Linked DNA regions of Mus musculus: region 2 is linked to region 1. The links are chromatin contacts, called in public Hi-C maps. All regions are on one chromosome and are shown on one strand. Each heading gives the region's core, a stretch centred on a gene start, on an enhancer-like site or on the middle of the called end of the contact. The rest is flanking DNA. Distances are from core to core; before and after follow the strand shown. Region 1 has its middle 110 kb from the start of Gm39242. Region 2 overlaps D030068K23Rik (RIKEN cDNA D030068K23 gene).

What was found. Hi-C and Micro-C count contacts between places; a contact is called where the count stands out from the background.
Region 2: a contact with region 1 is called in a Hi-C map of the N1E-115 cell line, with 7 times the contacts expected there. The contact joins two enhancer-like sites. A contact is called at or near these places in 15 of 484 Hi-C or Micro-C datasets (3T3-L1-derived adipocytes, the N1E-115 cell line, adipose-derived mesenchymal stem cells and 9 more).

Annotation. Positions count from the first base shown.
Region 1 is chr8:107,939,618-107,946,115 of GRCm38.p6, reverse strand. No RefSeq gene overlaps it. Among named protein-coding and RNA genes, the nearest start is that of Gm39242, 110 kb to the right of the region's middle. Within about 2 kb of position 3,070, at least 25 of the 459 cell types and tissues checked have an H3K27ac peak or open chromatin away from gene starts, as enhancers often do. A contact at or near this core is called in the N1E-115 cell line, where this site is marked.
Region 2 is chr8:109,183,525-109,190,022 of GRCm38.p6, reverse strand. All of the region lies in intron 5 of D030068K23Rik (RIKEN cDNA D030068K23 gene), which reads right to left. All of the region lies in intron 1 of 4922502B01Rik (RIKEN cDNA 4922502B01 gene), which reads left to right. Among named protein-coding and RNA genes, the nearest start is that of 4922502B01Rik, 63 kb to the left of the region's middle. Within about 2 kb of position 4,037, at least 48 of the 459 cell types and tissues checked have an H3K27ac peak or open chromatin away from gene starts, as enhancers often do. A contact at or near this core is called in the N1E-115 cell line, where this site is marked.

The DNA of each region.
Region 1 (6,498 bases), core at 1,821-4,320:
GCTGTTGCTCTTTTCCGAGCCTAAGACCAGAGACAAAGATGATCTTTAAAGATTTAAAAACACAGCAGTAATAAAGAATGCAGCCCCGAACGCCTTGCCTTCTAGATTTTAGTTCAAAGAGACAAGGTAAATATGATTCGCCCAAACAAAATTACCCGTAGCTTTAACTTTTACCTTATCTAATTGAACTACAGAGAAAATATCAGGGAAAAATGTCACCTGCCCAACAGTAAATACACTGCGGATAGCAAAGGAAGTGGAGGAAGAAGAGGAGGGGGAATGGGGACCATGAACGGGGCGGGGGGGGGGGGGGGGGTGTAACAAAACAACAACCATTTCTGCTAAAGGTTTCTATGGGCAGCTTTCTTGGGAAGATATTGGGGGCCACTCCCCACTCGTGACGGCTCGCAGAAAACAGGGTGGGGTCCACCTTGGTAGCCTAATCAGTCTGCAGGCAGCTTTCAGACTGAGAAAGAAAATCCACAAAGACCTACCCCTCTTCATCTCACATGCACCCTCCACCACGTCCACTCCCCAAAATAAAACTCGAGTGAACTCTGGCATCTGGCAGCAAGCCTGTAAACCCAGCGCAGAGATAAAGACCGACTGCTCATCACACACCTCCAGGCTCGGCCATCTAATAGGAACAAATTGGCAATGACTGCCCAGGCTAGTAACACAGGCCTACTGATTTGTAGATTGATACGGACGCCTAATGATCCCCTTGGGCAGATCAATAGTAACAATCCTCATGGCTGCCTTTCTTCTTTATTGGCATAGAGGACTAAGGCAGGGAGAAAGCAGGACGCTGTGGAGGCCACAGGCTACCTGGGGAATGAAAGGATAAGGATACCGGTGTGGAGGCAGAAGGACCAGGACTCCAGAACTTTGCCCTCACACTGCATGTATTTAGCAGGTGGCGGGTATAAGAAGGGGACCTGATACGCTTTGCTACTAATAGTGTCTGTGTGTGGCATTCACTGGGATCTGGTCTATAATAAACACAACCAGGTAAGAGAAGAGAGATGTCAGAAGCCCAGCTCGCCGCCGACAAAACGATGGACTTGGGAGACAGGAAACGCAGATCTGATCACAGCACCCGAGAGAAGGGAAACCCCGGGGATGCCTGCAACTTAAGAAACCTGAGGTTGGGCTGCACGGCAAGCAGCTATCATCAACAAGCCCCAGTCATGGCGGGCTTTACTTTAAACACGACAGAAAGGAGGCAAACGCATCCTCCGCTGTGTTGTCTGAACATGTTTAAGACACCCATCTGCCTCCCGCGGGCCCGGGGGTCAGGTGGCTCTCACATCCATGTTGTTCCCGGCACCCTCTGCCCTTCTTAGCATAACTTCTGAGAAGGGTCTCCATGAACTTGACCCTGCTGCTTCGCGCTGACGATTCTCCTTCTTTCTGCCTGCCAACTCCGCCCCCATCCCAGCGTCCGGGCTTGTTTTCCATCTGTGTATTATTCTTTGTGAATAAAATTATCCAATTAGGAAATCCATTTAAAGCCCTTAACAATAACAAGGGAGGGGGGAAAAACAACTAATGGAGTTGCTTTGGATTTTCTTTTTCAATAAATTAATGTTAGTGACGTCTGTGAATTCCTAAGTGCCCCTTCATACCATCCGGGCTATTGCAACAAGGACAATTAGTTCCAAGTTGCTATACCGATTTTCTATACCTTAGGAAATCCCAAGGAGCAGGATACTAGAAGGAGTCAAAGAAAACTTGCTGGCTCACAGGATGAATTTGACCAAAAATAAAGCTCCAACTCTAAAAAAAAAAAAAAAATCTTTGGAGTTTATATGTATATTCTTCTTCATTTCCTTTTTAATTATACACACATTTTTAAGGGGAGAGGAGAGAGCCTCCCCCTTCCTCCCATTTGCAACTGCTGTATGCACATTTTCAGGTGTTGCGTATAAAACAGGCTAAAGGAGGACGGTAAATGTCCCGATTTCTGCTGCTTCTCACACTGGGTTGGCTGGGGATTTGCTTTGTTCGCAATCAGCCTAGTTTGGTTTTGTTATTAAAGAGAGATAACGCTGTACGCCTGAGATGAAATTGCATTTTCCTTACTGTCAATGGTGAAAACCTTGGCCACCCTACCGATATAGTGAAAGATTCTCTCTCTCTCTCTCTCTCTCTCTCTCTCTCTCTCTCTCTCTCTCCTGCCTCTGTCTCTGTCTTTCTCTTCTCATAATAAAAATGTTTTAAATCTCCTTTCCCCTCCTGTTTTTTCTTTTCTCTCTCTTTCTTTCTTTCTTTCTTTCTTTCTTTCTTTCTTTCTTTCTTTCTTTCTTTTTTTTTTCTTTTCTGCTTACTCAAAACCAGAACTGAAGCCCCATGAAAAGGCCTTGTAATCCAGCCTTCTGTGTGATATCACAAATTAGTCATCTTCTCTTTCCTGGAGGTTGCACCGTCCTCTTTTTTTTTTTTTTTTTTTTAAATAAAAGCGGAGGCTAGAGTGGTGTTAGATTTTGACAGTGAAGGGTTTGCACTGATGGACCAAATAATCATGTGCACTGGGCGGGGGGGGGGGGGGGGCTGGGGGTGCAGATCTGGCACTGACCACTTAAAATTCAAATTTCACACTAACGATAAGTGTAATCATCTCAATCAGCACCATCACCATCATCATCATCACAATAAAAAGATGCATTCCGCGAGCCGGTGACATCAATCAACCACGGTGCAGATCAGAAGCAGTTCTCCCCTCTTGCTGGCTCACCCTGGCTGTCTGACACTAGCTTCCCCCTCCCCACCTCGCTGTCCTCCCCACCACCACCCCCACCTCACCCCCAGCTTGGGAGAAGTGATCACATTTAATTCATTACATCATTATGTCATCTCCATACTAATCTGTGCCCTCATACCTCCGCCACTTTGACATGCAAATGAGCTAGGGAAAAAAGCCACACATTAATATAAAAAAGTCACAGCAATCTTGTCATGATTTCCTCCCTCCCAGCCCCACAACACACTCCCTCCAATCTCCACCTCCCCCCCCCCCCACCCCATCTCTCTTTCCAGCACGCTGTGCTCGCGATCAGAGGAAACAACAGCAATCTGTTGAAGATCAGACGCTGAGACAGGGAGGTGGGGGGGAAGATACAACACATACACGTGTCGGCAACGCGGCCAGGAGTCCTATTTACATATTCACATGAGTTCCATTCTCAGACTGCTTAAGCGGGGAAGAAGTTAGGTGGCTCCCCCCACCCCAGCCACCCTCCCAGATCCAAAGAGAGACAAGCTACTGAGAGAAGAACACACGAATACATAGGGAAAGGGGAGGGGGGGCGCTTAGGAAGAGGGAGGGAGAAGGCAGAGAGGGAGACACACCAGCAAGAGACAGAGAGAGGGAAGAAAAGAAAAAAGAAAAGAAAGACTTTCACATCTACCTTACCTCAGCTAGCCTGCTTTCTGTAGCTCGCAAAGGGGGTTCCCTGTGGCTCCTTTACAATTTTTGAGACCCATCCTTCAGGCTCTCTCTCTCTCTCTCTCTCTCTCTCTCTCTCTCTCTCTCTCTCTCTCTCTCTCTCTCTCTCTTCCTCCTCCTCCTCCTCTCTCTGTGTTGTGACTGGGTTTAAAAAAATAAAAAATAAAAAAGACAACTCCATGTTAGGCTCCAGTCAAGGAGGCATCTTGAAGTCCAGGGCTACTGGGGGGCGGGAAGAGAGGAGGAGGGTCATAGCTTAATGCCTTACAAAGGAGAACCTGGGCTCTGTGCTTTAAAACATCTCTCTCGCATACGGTGACTGACAAAGGCAAAAACATATAGGGACTCCATGTGTACTTGGAGACATCTGTACATTTCCCACTAGTCTCCCGGATGCCAGGAATATTCAGATTGGGAGACAAACACATGCAAGACAATTAGGAGTCCCTTCAGGAAACCCCATGGCAGATCCACTTGGCTTGCTGATTGCAGAGGGAGCCAGGCAGCCAGGGGCTTTATTTGCTGAATCACATTTGTGGTAATACCTGGGTAATAATAACAGACAGGCTGGAGATGGGGGCTTCAGCCGCCGCCGTGATTTTCCCAGCTTTGATCAGTTTTCAGCGGTACATTTCTGGTAATGAAAACGTGTGAACATGTCCGCAGATTTTTTTCCCAAGTTCTCTCTCTCTCTCTCTCTCTCTCTCTCTCTCTCTCTCTCTCTCTCTCTCTCTCAATAACTAAAAAGAAATGAGAGAAGTGGGGGGGGGTTGAGGAGAGAGGGGGAAAGGAGAGGGGGGAGAGAGAGATTGCAATTTAATATATATCTACGCACTAATAATAAAAGCCCTTTCTCTATATATTCTTTATGAAGAGCAAGATTGGTATGATCTGAAAACAGAGGACCAAGGCAGACGCATCTGATTTTCTAGTGGCCCACTGTATAGCATTACCCTAATTGACTTTATTAGCTCTGGTGAGATGCTACCGTCCCTCCAAAGAACCTGCCTTGGAGGACAGCGACACACAGCACTGAGGAACGGAAGCTGATTCCAGGAAATTAAGTACTGCTCTATTCAAGTGAAAGGAATAAAAAATTTTCAAAACATTTGAATGGTGGGGGAGTTGAGTCCTATCTCTCAACCAGTTCATTTCAACCGGGGTGGGGGGGGCGGGGGGCAGGGAGACATCAGCTGTCCGAGGAACCTTTAACAGGATTGTGATTCTGAAAACTGGCTTGGGGGTGGTGGTGGGAGGGGGTGTTTGAAAACTGGTTTGCTGCATCAGTCAAAAACTTAAACGCCATAGACAGTGTTAAGCTGGAGCAGGGAAGCAGGGGGCAAATACTACCTTGGTGAATGTGTAAGTCCTGTGCAAATGTACATTCACCAACTAATGTGAGCATTATAAAAATGGGATAATTCTAGAGTAATGTCAATATAGGGATATATGTGTGTGTGTGTATATATGCATATACATATACACACACATATATGTATGTGTGTGTGTATATATATATATATAAAGAGAGAGAGAGAGAGAGGTCAGACACAAGGACCCAAAGGCAAGTCATTATATAAATGACCACACATGTCACATACAGGAGATTAGCTTTATATATCTACAACTGACAGGATGGAAGGAAGAGGAAGGGAACAAGAAGGAAGTATGTATGTGTATATATATGTGCATGCATGAATGCATGTGTATGTATGTATATGTATGTATTTTTGTGTATGTACATTAAAAAGATGTTATCTTTTATAGTAATAAAGAATTTGGGAGTGAGTAGTTGGGCGTAGGTGACAAAAATGTTAAATACGAATTGTTTCTTTATCTGAAACAGAGCTCTTGGTAGACACACATGAGAAAGGAATTAATGTCTCTGCGTCTCACAGAAACCAGGAAAAGAGACTTTTTTTTAATGTTCCCATCCAGAATTTGAAGAGGAAAGAAGGTAATTTTAAGGCCCTGACCCCAGTATTTGGGCTAGAGCTCTGCTCTAAACTGATGAAAAATATCTATGACAAGACTCATCACCAGGCCTCTGAAAATAAAAAGAAAGAGAAACTAGCCACAGCATTAGAGCCAGGAACGTTATATTTCAATATTATCATATGAATTAAATGTAATCCTTGAAGCGACCAGTCCCTGGGGTCACATATTAGGCCTCCCCTCACAGCCCCCCACCTCCCCCTTTTTTTTATTTAATAGAGGTCACCCAGGCTGAAAAGCAAAAGCCAAATGAAAAGCATCTTCAATGTGCTTATAACACGAGCGGCGAGGGGTCAGACAGCGTCTTGTATGGCCTCATAAAAAATACATAACCAGACAGCCTAATAGTATTTCTTTGCATTCATTTTTGGATGGAGAATGGGGGCTGGGGGCTTGGGGGGGGGAGGTGAGGCGTAAAGCTAGGATGGAGGAAAAATCAAAGGCGGCACAGACATGCTGGTGGAGAAAAAAGAGGGTAGTTAGCTAACCTTTTTCTTCTGTGAAAATCTGAGAATCACGAGGCTGGGTGTGATTGATTTACACTATCCTATGGATTTATAACATTCTAAAATGGGATTGATCTTAATTTTTGAAGACAGTAAAAGGTGTAGGCGTGTATATCTATATTCTGTCTTATTTCCTGTGGCTGGTCATATTAATTGGAAGCTGAAATACAATGCTGGATCCTATATCCCCAGCCTCCCTCTCTCTCTCTCTCTCTCTCTCTCCCTCTCTCTCTCTCTCTCTCTCTCTCTCTCTCTCTCTCGTGTGTGTGTGTGTGTGTGTGTGTGTGCACGCGCGCGCACACGCCCGCGCGTTCACATGTGTGTATCAGCAGAGTAAATATTCATTTAGCTATATATTTATGAACACTTACTCAGGGGTGACTTCTACAAATGAAACAAATAAGGAGGGCTGGGCCCTGGCTAGGATTCCTGTTTTAACAGCACCATGCAAAGACAGATAAACTACCAAGGGGAAAAGAATGAGCAGTTATGGGGAAGGGAAGAATAGGGCTGGGACTCAGAGCAAGAATAGCTCATTGGAATAGTGAA
Region 2 (6,498 bases), core at 2,788-5,287, 1.2 Mb before region 1:
ATGTCCTAAAGCAAGGAGATCTGTAGGTGGATTGGGGAGGTGTGAGGGAGGGGGAAGAGGTACCATCACAGGGATGAAAAAGGAAACCTGTTCAAACCTTCCCAAGCAATTCAAGTTCTGTGTGGCTTTATAGTACCTTCACATGAACTCGTATGGATGGCATGAGCAGAGTGGACAGAGAAAACAAATAAGGGATCCAAAGAAATGTGCCCAGTGTGAGAAATCCCATTTCTTTTTCCGATGTGTGCAGGTCGTCTCTAACCATCGTTTCTCTGTCTATTAAAATCTACGTGTTATGGAAGTTGAATGACTTTAAGTGGGAATACAGAATTTTTTTTTACTTTAAGCATATATCTTTTTTCTATTTTAAAACTAATTTTGAAATAGTTTTAAAAATCATTTTACACACAATCTATTCTTTCCCTGACTTGTCATGCCTGTACATAAAATTTAAGGCAAATATCATGTTTTAGTTTATTTTAAACAAAGTATGGAGATACTGATATACTTAGTCTAGAATAGTACAAAAACCAATGAGTTCTAAAGTTACAAGGGACTTTGCTGTCCCAGGTCCTTCTTGCAGTGGGCTGGCTTTTGTAGCGTGTTCCCGAATCTGGGTTTCAGACCTTTCATTAAGTGGAGGTACTGTTTCTCTCTGTTGTAGTACTGGAGAGCGTGGCTGGCTGCTCACTTGATGTTACTATCACTAGAACACTCCAGGAAGTCCATGGGAGCTAAGACAACTTTGTATCTCATTTCTTATTCACACGGCCCATCTCTGACTCAAGATGTACACAGTGCAACACTTGTTCCAACCAACACTAAGAAGGAAATCTCCTGCTCACTGGCATTTCACCTTCAAAGCGGCTGGCCAGCTAGCTAGGTGTATGCTCTTTGGATAGCTCAGGCATTCGGAGAGTAGGTCCTATCTGGGTCATTCAAGTGATGGCCTTGAAATGCACCCGTTTCTTCCCTTTACAGGGATGACAAGGAGAATTTGCAAGGCGAAAACTCCCTAAAAAACGGCCCTTTGCTTATGGTCCACTCTCTCGGTCCTTTATGGTTTGTTTTGGTTTGGTTTCCCACGCACCAGAGTGTGTCTTCATCTCTCACCTCGAAGTCCTTTGTCTTAAGGCCTCTGCTACCACAAACAGGTTGAATCCTGTTACCAGTGGTGTTAAGCAACCTACATGTCCTTAACCTGAAAATTCTTCACTACAGTCACACCTTCAACAGTCATGTGAACACAGACTCTTTGGAGTATTTTTCTATCTAATCTCGAGACGTGCCCTGACCCCACGAAATTTACCCTCAAAGGCTAGAGCCCTGGCTAAAACAATTAGGGGTAATTACTGAAAATACACAGTCTGTCATGAATTGAACCTTATCAAATGACCAGTTGGTACATTCTCATTGCCAGTTTTGAGCATCTCTTCTGCTGCCAAGGCATTGGGATCTCTCACTTTGTTCATTTCAAATCTGCTGATCTCCCAGAAGCAGGGCCCATGAAAAACTGAATGACCCTGATGACGCACTCTGTCTCGGATTCTCTCTCTGTCTCTTTGTTTCTTTCTCTTTCTGTCTCTCTGTCTCCCCCCCCCCCACCCCAATCTACTTATCTCCTTCTCCCCCTTACCCACCCTCTATGTTCATGAGTATAAAGAAATGATTGTTTCTGTAGCTTTAGGTCTGAATGCTTGTCACTCCATTTGCAATAATTCAATTTATCCTCTTCAGCTGCACTCCTTGCTTCCTTCAAATCTCCATGCAGGCAAGCTTGGCTAATAAATTTTGATTAATGTAGCCGAATATAGACTCCCACCTCGAGCCCCCTTTCCTTGGTATACTACCATCGGGCTGGTTAAAGAGAGAAGGAAATAAGAATACAGTCAGAGGGAAGGAATGGAGACGGGGTAAAATAGTAATAAAAAATAATTATATAAAAATGCTAAAGATACCACATCTGTCTTTTTGCTTAGCCCACTGAGCTTGGCAGTTCCAGACTTAAGCCATTGTCCATGTTTTAGCAGATATGGAAATGGGAAAGGAGAAGAGGATGTTTATGGGCAATTATTAAATAGTGCAGAAAAAAAACAGAGTCTTTATTACAGTGGTAAGGGAGAGAGGAACGGAGAGAAATTTCTTTCCACAGATTTGCCTTTGTGATCTGGAAGGTGCTGTTCCCCTGCTTACACTCTGTTACCCTGGCAACACACTCCTGTAAAATAAAGATTATTAAAGCGCATATGATTATTTTGCTGCTGAGTGAATAAGACAAGCCGCTTCTGAAATGCCTTATCAGAGAAATTCAATTTTAGACCAAATTGTGTTTTTGCCTCCTTCTGGTTCTCCCTCCCCCCGCCCCCCACTTCAAATAAAACCATCATCCCCGCAGTTACCACGCGACAGTTACCACACGACACTTTGTTACTTATTCACACCCTCGGTATTTCCAGCTTTCTTTTAATTTCAGGAAAGCCTCACCCCCATTTTCATTATTGTCCTCCCCCCGCCCTCAAGCGGACTACCACTGTTTGCAAATCAGAATTGGAAAGTAATGTGGCTAGGCTTTGATTTGATTATTTAGGACTTGTAAAAAATATCGGGTTCTGTACCACACATAAATGCTTATATTATACACCCAATAAGCAATATTTCACTGAAGAACGGCGTAGAAAGTGAAGATGAGGCATGTGGTGGTCCTTTAAAGGTTGCAGATGCAACTGCTCCAGTCACCCACAACAGCCAGGCTTAGTGTCCTGGGCTCAGTGTCCTAGTGACGGCGTCCTAAGGTGTGCAGTTACTGCAAAGACGGGCAGCTTCACAGCTGCAATGGCTGCCCGGTGTACCTTTGTTGTCTGTTACCTCTGTATTTGCTATTCAGTCAGTGATGATGACAGAGAGTTATGAGGAGGGCAGAGATTATTCAACAGACTCCATAGGCTCTTTTAATATTCTCCTGATGAGATAGTAACATCAACTTTGCTAGAGCTGCCATGTGATTTTTTTTTTTCCTAGAAGCTGTACCTTTGAGTCTCTTCAGGGTCCAAGTGTAAGTCAGTAGTGATAGAAAAAAAAATAAGAAAAGGGGAAAAGGAAAGAAAGAGAGGAGGAAGGGAGGGGGAGGAAAGGAAGAGAGAGAGAGAGAGAGAGAGAGAGAGAGAGAGAGAGAGAGAGAGAAATTGGTACCTGTAAGCTTGTATCATTTCCATACAGTATGAAAAAAAAAAAAAAGAAACCATTTAAAAATGTTAAATATAACAATTAAATCAGCATGGAAGGAGAGGTGGGAATGATGGAGTCTGTTCAGAAAAAAAAAAAAAAAAGACTCCAGTTGAGGCTGTACAGAGTAGATCCATAGCCTGTCTGTGAAACCTGCTGAGAGACATGGGTGCACAGAAACAGCACCAGGCGACCTGTATCCTACACGGCCAGGCAGTGGGCAGCTGAGATGGATGTCACTGCCTTCACCAGGACTGTTCATGGGACACGTCCTTACTGCTAGAAGGCACTGGCATGTAACGGGATACTGCCGTGTCTCACCACATACATGCACACACACATCCTTGCAAAAACACGTGCAGCAGCGTCTGGTGTTGATATTCTAGTCCCACGTAATTGCTTTCCTTTATTTTGTTGACATTCATTTTCAAGCCTGACTCAGAACCACCACTAGGAAAGTAAGCAGGTAGGGCCTTGGTTGTCAATTTATTTATTTTTTTTTATTTCACTAACTGCAAATCTGTGCTTGTTTGCAAGAAACTTACGGCATTTGGTACTTAGCAGTGCTAGAAATCCCAAGAACAAGTAGGATGTTGTATCAGTTTCTTTGATGAAGCAAACCATACATCCTATTATTCACTGTATGTGGGTGAGCTACCACCACCAGGAAGCTCACTCCTGGCTGTAATTCACTCCCAGCACTGCCCAGAAGGTGTCACCACAGCCTCATTGGCTTCAAGGATTTGGGGACAAGTGGGGAGTAGGAGGCAAAGGGAGAAAAACAGACACAAAGAAGGGGAAAAAAAGTGTTCACGCAGACAAAGGAAAACAAGACAATGTGCCAGGCAATAAAACTCCCAGAGAAACCCAGACATTCGCCCAACCTAACAGTGTGACTTGCCCAGAGGAGAGTGGCCCTCCGTTTGTTGGTGAAGGCAGGAAGTGGGAGAATGGAGGCAGAGGCTGATCCACGCAGGCATTTTGTGGAGAGTAAACAACACGTGGTGAACACTAAGCCTGGTCCAAGATGCCCATCTAACCTGCTCACCTGGCTTTCACCTGTGGTGGTGGTTCGGTGCTGGACCATACAAAGGGGACCTAACAGCTGCGAAGCCATGCTAGGAAGAGTCAGACGACATAGAACACAGTCTTTTTTTTTTTTTTTTACTGCGGAAGCCACACAAATTAACTCCAAATTACTGCTACAGTCAGACAAGGAGAAGCTTCGAGGCACAGAACTTGTTGCTGTAGTTCATCTTGCTTGAGGTGGTGGCTTCACTCATCTACTAGTTGCTAAAAGCCACCCCGTTTACAGCACGACAGCTTTTAATCTCTGCTCTCTCCCCCAGCAGCCCCCCCCCCACCGTAGTTTAATTAAAAGACAATGAACCTTTTAAAGTAGTCAGACGGAAAATATAAAATTGCCCTGTTCTATCAAAGCTTAAGACATTCTCGTTCTCAGAACATGAGAGGAATTCAAAGTAGCTCACTTGGTGGTTTATTACGCCATGGTCCCTCTGTGCCATTCTTTATCAGGGCTCTTGGAATAGCTATTTGAAACCAGAAAGGCGGGTCAACCTCAGACTGATAAATAGTCAAAATTACAAACAAGCAAGCAAGTAAAAACAGCCGCATGCGATCAACATGGTGTAGTCTCTAGGTCATTGTGTGTGATATTTATTTCTAGAATGTCACTATACATCGAAATTGCCCCTATGTGTTAACTTACAGGAGTCTAAAATAGGTAGCCTTTCTGACTTAATATATTCTCAGTTTAAGAGTACAGGAGCTATAAGAAGATTTAAAAATAGTAAATGTTATTGGATGATAGGTGGGTATGGATACTTAGCCTTCTTCTAACTCCACAGCCTAAATCTATTAATTTTGGCAAAGGGCACCGAGACACATCCGTGTGATTTGAAATGTTTCATGGGAGTCTTTAAGCATGAAGATCCCGTCTAATCTTTCCAGACATTAAGATGCTTCATCCCGAAGACCCCTTCATAGCAAATTGTAAGCTGTTCTGTTTTATGCGCTCTGACAGGATGAAGGGCTGAGCTGGCCCTAGAGGGATAGGAGACGGACAGAGTCTGAGGAGTTCAAACTTGAGATTTCCAATAAAGCACCTCCTACAATTAGAAGACAGCTATGGCAGCGTATTATTAGATAGTTGCAGGGCACGAAGAACTACTTTCTTCTTCTCACCTTAACACGGCCCTAAAATGCCCGCCGGAATCCGGCTTCGGCAGTCCGTCCTCCCAGATGAGCACCCAGGTTCTTACGGTCGGTCACCTACTTGAGTGCTGCACGGCACACCTCATTCCTGTTCTCTGCTACCTTCATCCTTGATTTCTTACAGATTCAAATCTGCTTGGTACTCCTCCCCAGCCATCCTTACCCAGCATCCTTGAGTTCAAGTTTCTCGAATGGGTTAAAGACTTCTACTTTTTCTCTTTCTTTTGGGTCTACCAATCTCCAAAAAGGAAATTCTTACTGAATAAGAATTGTTGTTTTCAGATGTCTATTATGAAAATCCTACTTCCAAAGTGTTAGAGGATGCCAAACCATCAATTAATGTAATGTCAACACTTATTTTCCTGGAATGAGGCTTGTGTTCTATTCTTTGAATCATAAAATAGATTTCCCTTTAGAACATACAATTATAATAGTATATTTTACTTTTTTATGTATTTATTTATTTATTTGGTTTTTTGAGACAGGGTTTCTCTGTATAGCTTTGGCTGTCCTGGAATTCACTTTGTAGACCAGGCTGGCCTCGAACTCAGAAATCTGCCTGTCTCTGCCTCCCGAGTGCTGGGATTAAAGGCGTGTGCCATCACGCCCGGCATATTTTACTTTTTTAAAGTCCCTGAGAACTAGTTCTCGTGGTATCAGAAGGCTCCACACAGGCTTCCAAGCAACTGATAGCCCTACCCTGCTCTATGGCTCCAAACTAAAACAATGACCGCCATGGCACAATTTGCAATAGGGGCACACACAACTTGGTGATAACCAACAGCTGTCAAATTGGACTTAAGATCCTCTCAACATGAAGAAACCCACGCCTGGTACTGGAGACCTAGCCAGCTCCCCAAGGCTGATAAAGTCACTAATCTGCGAGGAGAACCTAAAACCCACCACTTAAATATAGCCACATATATAAGCCATATAAATATATGGCCAAGGATATAACTCAGAGGATATAAATCAGCATAATCAATAACTACATCCTAAATCTCTATCCTTTTATGCATATCTTAGTCTCATCTCTCATCA